2 separate regions of the Mus musculus genome follow, and region 2 is linked to region 1. A link is a contact called in public promoter capture Hi-C data. All regions are on one chromosome and are shown on one strand. The core of a region is the stretch at or near the end of the contact, and the rest is flanking DNA. Distances in the headings are between cores, read along the strand shown.

Region 1 (6,727 bases), core at 2,387-4,886:
TATCTTAAACTCACTATACCCCAAATGAAATTCATTGTCTTTTTTCAACCTCTGTTCTCCAATGCTGCCTAAGTCAGTGAGTAGGATCATAAGGCACAAAGATGCTGGAATCCAACACCTAACAATGGTGATAGTTACCACACCAACTGACTCCTCCTCCTCTGCTCACAGCTCCACCTCCTTTCAATTTCCATGGACTCCAGCTTTACCCCATAGCAACTGTGGCTTCTTACAGCCTACACTGCTGGTCCTTCCCTAGAGGGCTTCTCTGTCACTCCCGTGCTCTTTTAGAGCACCAATGTAAAGATCAAGTTCACCCTAGTATTCAGAAACAATGTTAAAACTAAAATCTAGTCTTTCTCAGGATGTATAAAGCTCCTTCTTACCTCGCCAGCCTTTTTTGAATTGAGAACTTTCCCTACCCCATCATCGCAGACACTTCAGTTTTCTCCATGTAGAATACACTCCCCTCTCTGGCAGCCTAGTGCTGAAGTACTTGTCTAAGGACATCAAAATTCTCCAGCCTTCTTTCCTGAAACTTCATTGTGAGTGCTACTTAAGGGCAACTGGGTCAAATTTATAAGAATGGGATCTTCAAGGATGCCATTTTAAGAGCTGTCTTCAGGTATTTGTGATGCACACCAGGTGTAAGACTCTTAGCTTCCAGTTTCAAAAGCACCACCTCAAGGAAGGCTAAGACTAAATACAGATATATGTGAAAACCTTTAGTATCTATCTACATATGCCAAGCATCTCAAGATGACCTGGAATTCACTACGTAGCCTAAGCCAGACTCAAAGCTGCTCTCCTGCCATCTCTCTGCCTCCAAGTGCTGGGACTACTGGTTCATTGTTACTTCTCAGCACTGGTAAGCTTCCACTGGGTGTGACAGCACACACTGTAACTGCAGGACTTAGGAGGTATAGGCAGGAAGGTCATATAAAGTCAGAAGCCAATGTAAGCTCAACAAGTGAGTTCCGGGCCAGCTAGGGCTGTAGCAGAGACACTTGGGTAACTCAGTGCTTGGTTACTACTGTGGAACAGCCTCAGCACTTCACTTCACGAACTGGAGGAGCTGTGAGTGTCTCAAGGAAGACACACACCACCCCCTCTGAATCCAAAATCTTAATTTAAGTATGACTCACCTTCTGTAGCTTTTTAAAGGAAGATGCCTTCATGTTTTCTGACAACTTAACTGAAAAATACTATTAATTAAATTAAGGAAAAAGACACTAAGAATGCCTAGCTATAAGAAATTTCCAAGTAGAAATGGCATTTTCTTTAAAATAATTAAAACAAAACCAAAAACCCAAGAGACAGAAGAGCCAATACAATCTGGTGGCACGTATTCAAATGGCCACCACTCCCAGAACCCAGAGGACAGCCATCTCTCCTTGGCGCATCATTTTTAAATATGGACGGATGCGCTCCCTACAGATCCTCCTCCGTGAGACTCGTCTGTAGCTTTGCTATCTCACTGAATGAAACAGTGAGTTTGCTTTGATATTTCTGGCTGGGGAGGAAGGGACACGATAATTCTTAACAAGATTGCTGACTCACCCAATCAGAAAGGATACAAAATCTCTAAGCTGTCCAAATATCTCATCCACTTTCCCGACTTGCTCTTTGTTTTCTAAGTAAACAGGGGCGTTGAAGTAGGGCACCTTGTTCTCCTCGGTGGTACATTTACACACGATGTCATCTTCACAGGGATGCATGAATTCTCCTAACACTGAAACAGCACAGAACAGACACGAGGCCACTGCAAACACTGACCAACTCGGGAATCCAGTGGGCTTTGCCACTTGTCTTTCCCCATATCTGATCCCCTCTATGGCAGAGCTCAGCTGTCAACACTGTAGTCCCAAGTTAGCATGCCACTACCAGGGGACCTAAAAGAGACTCCCCTTCTGTCTGTACACTGTAAAATGAGGCCAGTCACATCTAACTGCAGCCACACCTGATGCTAAAGCAACAGGAACAACAAACTAGGTGCTTACAATGGTGCTCACTCGCTGTCCACCAGTTACCCTGTCATGGCTGTTACAGCTGCATTCAATGCTACGTTCCATTGACTCTTCTTCCTCCCCAGCCTCAAATGTGAACCACTCTGGCTTTATTGATCCCTCCCTCCTTTCTCAGAACTCATCACCACTACCACTTCTTCACCAGTGATTATCCCTTCCTGGGAAGTGTGCAAACACAAGGCACCTCTGTTTCTGTAACCCAGGATTAATACCATTCGCCTACAAAACTAACTCCCCAACCTTAGCAACAACTAGAACCTTTTCTTCTCACTATCAGCCAAGTTCTACTTATATTTCTTTTGAAATCCCTTCTCCATCCGTGTGTCCAATGCACAGACTTCAGGCAGCATGGAACCCAGGGAACTATGAATGTGGCCCTACACAAGATAGTACACACACTTATTTACAACATGATTTTGCAGGGTGCAAGGGAATGAGTGTTCAAACTAGGCTGCATGGTTATGGAGTGTGAATTCTGTAGGTATTTTCTGGTAACTGAAAATATGAGCTACGAAAACTAAAAACTTGGCTTTGTGTTTCAACTATATCACTAAGGAATCATACTTAATCCTAAAAAGTGTTCTGCCCTTTAGAAGGAGCCAGGTACTCAATGTTGTCTAAGTCTCATCTTTTCAGTCCCAACTCAAGTTCACCTCCACACTGCATTTCGGTTCTCATGATCAGTCCCTTATACGTGTCAGGGCACTCAAGCGACTTGCCTTTCGGAGTCTTATCAACAAACGCACTAATAACTTAAACCGGATTCTATTCCCAATGCAAAGGAGGTTAAGCTCAGAAGACGACTTACAGACGACACGTTCTGGAGGCCCTTGATCTTGAAATTTATTAAAGCCTCCACGACCGCCCCCTCGTCCAAATCCTCCTCGGCCGCCGCCCCTGAAACTGCCGCCGCCGCCGCCGCCTCCGCCCCTGAAACTGCCGCCGCCGCCTCCGCCGCCCCCTCGGAAGTGGTTGTTGCTGCCGCCGCCACGGTTGAAGCCTCCGCCTCCACCACCGCGATTAAAGCCTCCGCGACCTCCGCCTCGGAAAGACATGCTCTCTCCGGCCTGGCGAAATAGACGGGCCGCTCCTCCCGGTCACCGCGGGTCGATCATTTATCTAAGTCCCCTCCGCCTCGCTCAGGCCACCAAGAAGGGGACAGCAGTAAACGCCGCCCTGCCACTCGCCCACACAGCCAAGTGGCGAGCGCAGAGAGAGCGGTGTCTTCGCCCCAGCCCCACGACCCGTGGCTCGCCACCGCATCCCATGCCTCTCCACCGCATCCCGCCCCGCGGGTGCCCTCACCCTCGCTCGCCCTCCGCCGCACTCACCGCGCCACGTGCGTCTCCAGCCTAGCCCGGCGCGCGCGCGCGGAGGGACACTTCCGGCGCGCTCAAACCTCCTCGGCCACCGTAGCCGTCCAATGTTACCAGACTAGAAATTGGAAGGGCTGGTTTGCAGGAAGGGCCCGTCACTACCGGACGCAGCGGTCCCAACGCCTTACCGAGTAGAGCACACAGCACCGGAAGAGAAACAATAGCGTCCAGCGTGACCCCCCCCCGCCCCCACCTCATCCACGCAAGGGCCACCGCGCTAGAGGTGGCGGAAGTGACGCAAAATCGCAGCGCCCTCCGTACGCGACGTTTCCGGAAGTGTGGCGGCGCGTTGCCCTTGGAAACGGAGTTGTTTGAGTCCTTCCGTGCTAACAGCTGGTGAGGCGTGTCGTCGCTGAAGCGTGCTGGCTGCAGTTGGTGCTACTCGCCGGGCTCTGTCACTTCTTGGGTTGCGAGAAGGTCCCGACCTGACTCTGCTCCACGGAGTGTTGGCCACTCAAGCGGTGCTCAGCCCAGGACGTCGGAACCTGTCACCGCCAACGGAGTTGCCTCTGTGTGTGTGTGTGTCCTGTTATTATTAAATACGAAAGGGTGTGTGTCGAAGTTGCCTGTGTGTCCGTGTTCTGTTATTATTAAATAGGAAAGGGTGTGTGTTTGTGTGTGAGATGACAGAAAGGCAACCATTTTTAAATATGGTCTCAATGTCTTCATCAAGTACGTTTTGAACTCCGAGAGACTATGCACCCATCTATAGATGACACCTCACCTCCCGTCTCCTTAACACTCTCATCTCCGACATCGGTTTCCTTACATCACTAAAACTTCACTCATCACAAAAGAAGTGACCTCTAGTTCTTAAATTTGGTTGACTTCTTTTGTATCTGTATTGTCTGAAACATCTCTTGGCATTTGACAATATCACCTTTTATTTGAAAGAAAGTAGAGACTGATCCGCATATCAGAGGATTATTGTGAATAGATTTTTGAAAGATCTTTGTAAAAGATATAGAAACATTAATAATTCCAGTATGCCAGTTACTCTAAACTGTAAACTTCTTGAAAAAGTACACACCAGTTCCAAATATTTTTAAAAATTGGGCAAATGTACTTTAAATTTAGATGTTATAACCATATATATCCAATTATATATTATATTTATAATATAATATATGTAATATAGAACATACAATTATAAAATACTGAATTATAATATATGTAATAATTACATATGTAATTTTACATGCATACACACCATATATATATATGTATACACACACACACACACACACACACATATAATCAGCACTATCCCTACCTCTATTCTAGGCTTGTGGCAATCTCTAATCAAACCTGATGGGTTTCTGTTGATTCCTGTGAAGTACCTTTGTACTGTCATAGCTGAGTTCAGCCTTTTGACACTGCTACCCTTTTTCATTGCCACTCCAAATCACTCAATATAGTCTAAGAATTCAGATGCTCAAACATCACAACAGGCAACATCTCCCATTCTGGGCCCCAGACTAAATAAATGCTTGTTGACTTAACTTCTTCCGTCTGTGCTGCATTTGATGATATAGTGAATCTAATACCATTGCTGTTTTGTATAGTCTCATACTCAGCTCCCCCATAGCCCTGCACTTTCCCTTAGCAGTGTGTCTAAAGCCGTTTACATGATTAGTAATCAGTATGTGCACTTACCATCCCTCTGCCCCATCAGGCTAGAATTGCTGCCTTGTTTTCTTTGTCTTTGTTAGACTCTTCCTCTCTCCTGAAATAGCTCCATTTTCCATCCACTAGAATAGCCCCATATTCTGACCATGGAGGAATGCTCTAAATAATTTTACTATTTACACAGCCCCTGCATAAAATTTACATACACACATATACATGCATGAATGTACACACTAGAACAATAAACTTTATATCACACAATAGTTGCGAAAGTTTTTTTAACTATGGCAAAATATACATAATATAAATCGTCATTATTCTTAAATTATTCCCTGCTATTAAGTTCATTCACACGGCTGTGCAATACAGTGCCCTTTTGAATAGAGAGTGATGTTTTCACTGTGAACCTATGGGGCTATGGAGATAGCTCAGTGGATAAGAATGCTTGCTATACAAGAAAGAAGGTCAAGGTTAAAATCTCCAGCATGCAAACAGAAGTTGAGCATTGCCCTGGATGCCTGTAACCCAAGTTTATCAAACTTTGAAAGTGAAACTTTCTTAGTTTTTCATATTCCATCATGAAAATTTCACTCTTTGTATTCTATCTCTGTCTTAAGTACTGGGATGAGTTTCTTTCTTTCATTTTCTTTTTAATACTTATCTTTAGTCATGTATAAATCTCTTTTTTTTTTTTTTGCTTTCTTCTATTTGTTCCTAAACTTACCAGTTCTACTCATTGGCTGGAGAGATGACTCAGTGGGTAAGTGTACTTGCTGCTTTTGCAAGTTGAGCTCCTAGTAACTACTTCAGGAGGTTCATGGTCATCAATAACTCTAGCTCCAGGGGATCCAATGCCCTTTTCTGAACTCCATGGGCACCTAAACACACATGACACAGACTTACACATAAATAAATAAAAATAAATCTTTTGTTGTTGTTGTTTTTCTGATACAGGGTTGCTCTGCATAGCCCAAGCTGTCCTGGAACTCACTCTGTAGACCAACCTGGCCTCAAACTCAGAAATGGGCCTGCCTCAACCTCCTAAATGCTAAGATTAAAGGCATAAGCCACCACCGCCCAGAAAATAAATCAATTTTTAAAAAGAAATTCTACTTATTACCGAAGGCTTAAAACTTGTTCAGTGATTTTTTTTAACAAATGAGAACCTTGATTCTAGTTTAGCAATAATTTAAAGCATAGTAATAAAAGTTAACTAGAATTATCTTCAGAAGAAAGGAAAATCATAAACATTTTGCACTCCCTGGGGGCAGTGTGCACTCCCTGGGGCAGTGTGCATTCCCTGGGGCAGTGTGCACTCCTTGGGGCAGTGTGTACTCCCTGGGGCAGTGTGCACTCCCTGGGGCAGTGTGCATTCCCTGGGTCAGTGTGCACTCCTTGGGGCAGTGTGTACTCCCTGGGGCAGTGTGCATTCACTGTCCCCTCAGTTCTTGTGTTGGTTAGGTTTTTTTGTCTGCATGACACAAGCCAGAGTCCCCTAAGAGAAGAAAAACTCAAATAAGAAAATGCTACTAACAAATTTGCCTTTTGCAAGCCTTTGGGGTATTTTCTTACTTGATGGTTTGTTGTTGACTTTGGCTACTTTGTGGGTTCTTCTTTCTTCCACCAATCTCCTCCCCTTTTCTTCTACCCTTTCAACTCCCTAACAGTAGGTAAGTGAGAGAAGAAGATAGAGAG
Region 2 (6,727 bases), core at 3,005-5,504, 2.2 Mb before region 1:
AAGTAGGATTGCACACTGAAAGAGGGACTGAAGATGAACAGTTTGACCCTTTAGACAGTTCACGCTATGGACAGGCGCGGCCCTGGGTCGCCGCCATTCTTGCCCGGGCTATTCACGCGCTCCCCACCCCCTTCACAGAGCATTTCAGCCTGGTTTCATCTACGCAAACTTTCAGACCACACAAGTGCCTCTTGAATTTATTTAAGTTAAAAGAGTGCTGGAAGGGTCTAGCTGAGGATGTTTGGAGTCCCGTCTTTCGTCCTTCGCAAAGCTGAGTACAAACTGAAATTGCCTTTTTGTTTTCTCAGTGAAACTGAGCACAATGTTGAACAGTTCTGCTATCCAACCAACTGAGCGTGACCGGTTAGTTGGCTCTGGGTTGCACTGTATTGTTAGCTTGTCTTTGGACTTTCTTTCTTTCTTTCTTTCTTTCTTTCTTTCTTTCTTTCTTTCTTTCTTTCTTTCTTTCTTCCTTCCTTCCTTCCTTCCTTCCTTCCTTTCTTTCTTTCTTTCTTTCTTCCTTCCTTCCTTCCTTCCTTTCTCCTCCTCCTCCTCCTCCTCCTCCTCCTCCTCCTCCTCTTCTTCTTCTTCTTCTTCTTCTCCTTCTTCTTCTTCTTCTTCTTCTTCTTCTTCTTCTTCTTCTTCTTCTTCTTCTTCTTCTTTGAATAATATTTTTAGAGTAAGAAACATGTATAGAACTGTTCTAGTATTAAGAGATGGCAGAGGGCTGGGGTTGTCACACAGCACCTTAATCCCAGAGTCCAGCAGTCAGAGGCAGGTGGATCTCTAAGAGTTTGACAATAGCCTGATCTATGAAGCAAGTTCCAGACCAGTCAGAGTTATGTGGGGAGACCCTGTCTCAAAAATGTTAGAAAGAGAGGATTAGACAGAGACGAGACTCAGAGAGAACAGCTATTGTTTCAACATTTTTTTATGTCTGTCCTTCACACAGTTACCTAATGCATATCCATTGCATAAAGCAAACAAGGAGGTTCTTACTCAAAAAGTGAAAATCTATGAGCCCATGACATCTTGATATTTAAATGATTTAGAGACCAATAATACCGGTATCTGAATATGGAGGCAGTGCTAAGTTTCTTGACAGCTTTGGAATGCACCGTGTGCTCTCCAAAAACAAAACAAAACAAAGCAAACTCCAGACAAAGAAATTTGCAGTTAATCTTAACACTATTTCACTATTGTCAGCATCTGCTCAGACAATTCTGTGTACATTATTTTCATAAACCACAGACAAGGTGTGGATTTGTCTTTTAAAAACTCTATTTGTTCTATTTTATATGTTTGAGTGTTTTGCCTGCACATATGCATATCTGCTATGTATGTGCTGGTGTCTGTGGAAAGGTCAGAAGAGAAGGGAAAAAGCCAGAAGAATGTGTCAGAATGCCTGGAACTGGAGTTTGGGATGCTTGTGGGCCACCATCTGGTGCTGGGACTCAAACCCAGGTCCTCCAAGAGCAACAGGTACTGTAAAGTGCTGAGCCACCTCTCCAGACTTCTAGGTGTGGATTTGTCAAAGGAAGTCACTTGCATGGTCAGGAGATCATAACACTGCACAATGCCAGAGGAGAGGAGAAAGTGGGGACTCAGACACCTCGGTACTGCTAACAAGCAATGAAAGGACTGGATTGTGTGTGTGTTTTCACTGGCACTGAGTGTTAGACTCAGCTTGATATCATTGTTAGTTGAGGCTACACAGGCTCCTAAGGTTCCCTTTAAAGCTTTAACTGAATTATGACTATGTTCTGACAATATTTTGCCATTAAGTCACCCAGCACTGCCTGGCTAAGCAAAATAAATAAATAAAAAATAAATAAATAATAAAATAAAATAAAACAAAATTGAAGCAACTTGCCCAAAGAGATATATTTCTACTGATATCCAAATAAGCCTTCCTTTGTTTTCGAGTGCATTAATTTAGCCGCTTGTCTTCTCTTGCAGGCAGCCCCCGTGGAGAGGTGGAGCTGTCCCGAGGCTGACACAGCAGGTTCCTCTCATCATTCTGGTATTTGTTTTTAATGGTCTTTGATCATTTCATCAGATCCTACTGTTCCCATCCTTTATTCTATTCAAGTTTATGAACAAACACAAACTCCGCATCCACTCCCACATGTTCCTTAAATCCCCATCCGTTCAGCCAAGGCCAAACAGACCCTTAGTGGGGGTTTCTTTTAGGAAGAATTTGAAGGGTGGTTAAGTGTTTGGTCTCAATGCTAACTACGTAAGGTCGCGTGCACCTGCAACCATGTGGGCTGTCCGACAGCTCTCACTCCAAATATATATTTTTTGCCTTCCAGACTATTCGGCTTCTTGCGAGTTTCTAGACAGAGCTAGAGACTCAAAGGAAGAGTCTCTGAGAGGGCCGGATGGCGTGTGTTGAAGTCCAGTATCGTCTGTGCCTTCCCATTATTTCAGTCCTGTCTACAAGGGAAATTAAAGTGTTCCGAGAGGATCTAGCGGGAACTAGATGAAATAATGCTTTTACATTTAGGAAATGTGCTTTTTTTAAAGGGGGAAGAAATGAAAGTTTGACAGAAAATACTGGAGGTTGGGGTGCTGCAAAGATCCAGACTATTTCCCTGGATGCTAATTTTGCTTTTCTTCGGCTCCACGCTCTCCAAATCCTGCTCCGTAGCCCTCTAAGGGAACTAAACACACGCAAACCGTGCCAATGCGAACAGTGCTCTGGCTGAACTCTTCTCTGAGATTCAGCTCATTTTCAGTCCCAACGAACTAAGGAGCCAGAGACCTGCGGATAATCTCTTTCTCTGGCTCTGGTGGACTGCTAAAGCCCCTCCCAAGACTCTCCTTTCATCCTCGCAAAAAAGGACCCCGCGACCGGTCCCAGATGACACTCAGGACTCACTCACTTCTGGGACTCTGGTTCTGCGTCTAGTGGTAAAGGGGAGGGACAGACAGCAATTCAGAACAAGTTTCCTCTCAAGTCCAGCAGGGAGCTAGAGCTCCTTTCTATTTTTTTTCTCCCCATTGAAAAGGCAGAATTGGGAGGACAGGCCCTATGTCTCAACAACGCCCCCCAGAGCGGAGCAGAGGTCATACAAGTGTCAGAGTGATCCACTCGCTCCTAGGAGCAGTAGCACGCCTGCCTTTGCCACCCACACAGGAAGCCACCTTATAGTATCATCTGGCTCTAACCTGTTGTTGGTACCCATCCCCTTCCGCACCAGAAGCCCCCCAAATTACGTCAAGGCGTGAAGCCTCACTGTGTCTCAGGGAAAATGGGTGTGTCAAGTGAGTGCGTTTATTTTATTTTATTTTATTTTATTTTTTTTTAATGCTCATCAATTGCTCTCCGACCAATTTCCCCTTCTAGGGGACGTCTCTGTGAACTCCTAATGTTTCCCAAACAGTCATAGACACGTTTCTCTAGAACTCAGGCACACTCTCTCACAACGTGCCTCCTGTCTGGCACACGTACGTGACCCCTTCCTTTTCCTAATTAGACTAAGGTGTTTTAAAACCCGTTTTCTAGTTGATACGGCCCCAAAGAGGCTTTGCCGAGACATGGCCGGCAGCACCACCAGGCTGCCTTCTCCGGGATTCTGACTCTCACTAATTCAAGGCTCCGGTCGCCCGCCCGTGAGACCCCGGCTGAGACGGGCGGGACGCGTATGGAGGACTCGGGCGGGAGCAGTAGTCGGGGTGCCCCCCCCCCCCCCCGCCATGGGCCCCCAGCACTCGGGCCCCTAATGAGCTGCTGAAAGGGAGCGGGCTCCGGTGCGCGTGGCTCGCAGGCCTCCCGGAGTCCCGGGAACACTGATTGGCCAGCTGCGCCTCGCGACCTCCTTTCATTAATAAATTAGCGGCACGCTCCAGCCGAGCGCGAGCCACCAATCACAATAGACAGCGGCGGCGACAACAGCCGCAGCTTGAGCCACTGCCGCCGCCGCGGCTTCGGTAGCTTGGGCTGCAGCCTGGAGCGCCAACAGGAGCTTTAGAACCATTTTATGCTGATTAGATAAAGGGGGGACGGAGGGGCGGGGGTGATGGAGGAGGAGGATGGATGGCCAGGCCAGGGGAGGGGGAGAGGGACTAAAGAAAGGGAAAGAAATGAATGATGATAATACGATGAAAAGAATAAGCTGGGGAGGGAGAGCGGGGGACCAGGACAGGCGGAGGAGGAGAGGGCGGGGGAAGGGTAGGTGAGGAGGGGGCCCCGGGGCAGATCTGATTGTTTTCTTGGTGGTATATAAGGGGTTTTAAGGAGAGTCGTGTGCCAGACACGCAGCCACTGAACCACAAGCAGCTCGGCTTTAACTGGAGTGCCTTGGAGTCGCGTGCCAGCAGCCACACGGCCAGGGACTGACTGACAGACAACCACGCACGAGAACGACAACACACGAGACTCGGGCGAGCTGCCGCGGTCGTCCGGGCTCTTGGCAAAGTCGCCCAGCCGAGAGGCCCCCCCGCGGAGGTGCGCCTAGGAAGCGCCAAGCCCGCGGCGCGGAGGACACCGTGCTCGGTTCCGGGCTGCGGGGACATTCCCGGACACACACCGGAGCAGCAGCTGCGCCGCGACACATCTGGAGCCGCGTAGGTAAGTGTGCATGCCGCGGCTCTCCACTTCGCAGGCAGTGTCCCCACGCAGGCTCACGCCGCCCACGCTAACTCCATCGCTCTAGACGCAGTGACTTCTGTGACCGGCAGAAGGTGGCTCGAGCCCGGGGCGCTCCTCCCCAGCTCTGTCCTCGCCATCTTCGCGAATGCACATTGAGGGAGATGGAGGGGGGGGGGGCGGGGCGCGGCGCCAGCGACACTTTACCCTGTCCATTCTGGGAATAAATTTCATCTGCCTCTTCTTTCTCAGGATGTTCGTCAAATCTGAGACTCTGGAGTTGAAGGAGGAAGAGGAGGTACTGATGCTGCTGGGCTCGGCTTCCCCGGCCTCGGCGACCCTGACCCCGATGTCCTCCAGCGCGGACGAGGAGGAGGACGAGGAGCTGCGCCGGCCGGGCTCCGCGCGTGGGCAGCGTGGAGCGGAAGCCGGGCAGGGGGTGCAGGGCAGTCCGGCGTCGGGTGCCGGGGGTTGCCGGCCAGGGCGGCTGCTGGGCCTGATGCACGAGTGCAAGCGTCGCCCGTCGCGCTCACGGGCCGTCTCCCGAGGTGCCAAGACGGCGGAGACGGTGCAGCGCATCAAGAAGACCCGCAGGCTCAAGGCCAACAACCGCGAGCGCAACCGCATGCACAACCTAAACGCCGCGCTGGACGCGCTGCGCGAGGTGCTGCCCACCTTCCCCGAGGATGCCAAGCTCACGAAGATCGAGACGCTGCGCTTCGCCCACAATTACATCTGGGCGCTCACCGAGACTCTGCGCCTGGCGGACCACTGCGCCGGCGCCGGTGGCCTCCAGGGGGCGCTCTTCACGGAGGCGGTGCTCCTGAGCCCGGGAGCTGCGCTCGGCGCCAGCGGGGACAGCCCTTCTCCACCTTCCTCCTGGAGCTGCACCAACAGCCCGGCGTCATCCTCCAACTCCACGTCCCCATACAGCTGCACTTTATCGCCCGCTAGCCCCGGGTCAGACGTGGACTACTGGCAGCCCCCACCTCCGGAGAAGCATCGTTATGCGCCTCACCTGCCCCTCGCCAGGGACTGTATCTAGAGCTGCGGGTCTCCCTCTCTCGTCCTCTACCCGGCCCTCTTCCCATCCTTCTCCCGCCCCTCACCCTCCACGCCCCGGACTCCACTTCACAGAGCAGAGGTGGCCCTTGCAATCCCCTCGGCGGCTGGTGCATTCGGGGGTGGAGACCAGCTCTGGTTTATTGAAGATGTGAGGATTTATGGTCAAAGAGGACTATGGCGTGTGGGAGTGGGGGCTGGCGTGGGGAACCTCGTAAGACTGTAAAAGACACTGAGAAAAAGTACCATAACTAACGAGTGTGCAGAGCAGACTGACGCTCCTCCCCTCTCTCAGAGCTGCTGGAGGAGAACTCCGGGCAGGCAGTTCGTGTGAATCTCTCAGAGGGAATGCAACTGGTCCCTGTGATCTTTTCACCTTCGTTTCTACATAGAGATGTTAATGTCAGTCGAAAGAAATGTATTTTAGCATCTGAATGAATTTACTGGTAATAATATTATCCACACATTTGCAATGGCTGGCATCTGCTCTATTCCCATTGCTGTCTGCAGGCTGTGGGAATTTCACCTGTCAAACCAAACTTTCCCTCTCTGATGTGCACTTTGTTTTTTTCCCAGATTCGTCACAATGCCTATTGTCCCGCCCTTCTTTTTGCTTTTTTTCTCCATTTTGCCATCTGTCTCTTATGATTTATAAGGGGGAAAAACTTGTTTTGTTAGAGGGCCAGGTTAGAAGTCATTGTATAATTTGTAGGCTTTTGTAAGGGTTGAATGCAAGCGTGGAAATTTAGGCTGAATTCTCTATCAAAAGAAAAAATGTGAAGGAAAAAGGAAAAATCAGGAGGGAGGATTGCTTCATGCATTATTTATCTCGACCTTTTAGGGGAGAAGGAACTCCCCCATCCTTTCAAGAGATTAAAAATAAATCAACAGTCTGAAAACCTAAGCAGACACGGGGCATTGCCAGGATCAGCCACACACGTGTTTCCTTCTATTTATTTTGAAGAAAAATTTCATGGGAAAGTATGTATTTTTTTGTATATTCTACAGAGTTTATTCTAGTATGTATTTACATCCCGAAGAATAAGAAAATTGTTTTGTGATTAAGCTATA

Evidence for each region. Capture Hi-C pulls out chosen DNA fragments and counts their contacts.
Region 2: a contact with region 1 is called in a promoter capture Hi-C map of adipose tissue, with 2.8 times the contacts expected there. The contact joins the promoter of Neurog2 here to the promoter of Gar1 in region 1. A contact is called at or near these places in 3 of 39 promoter capture datasets (the 3T3-L1 cell line, hippocampal neurons and pre-B cells), 2 of 115 datasets of contacts at active chromatin or transcription factors (large pre-B cells and stem cell-derived neural progenitor cells) and 2 of 9 other capture datasets (adipose tissue and liver).

What each region holds. Positions count from the first base shown.
Region 1 is chr3:129,827,760-129,834,486 of GRCm38.p6, forward strand. It overlaps Gar1 (GAR1 ribonucleoprotein), which reads right to left and starts at 3,637. Exons shown (of 7, transcript NM_026578.3): 1 at 3,359-3,637; 2 at 2,836-3,094; 3 at 1,578-1,732; 4 at 1,146-1,205. The coding sequence starts at 3,082.
Region 2 is chr3:127,628,882-127,635,608 of GRCm38.p6, forward strand. Neurog2 (neurogenin 2) reads left to right here and starts at 4,255. Exons shown (of 2, transcript NM_009718.3): 1 at 4,255-4,576; 2 at 4,847-6,727. The coding sequence starts at 4,848. The coding sequence ends at 5,639.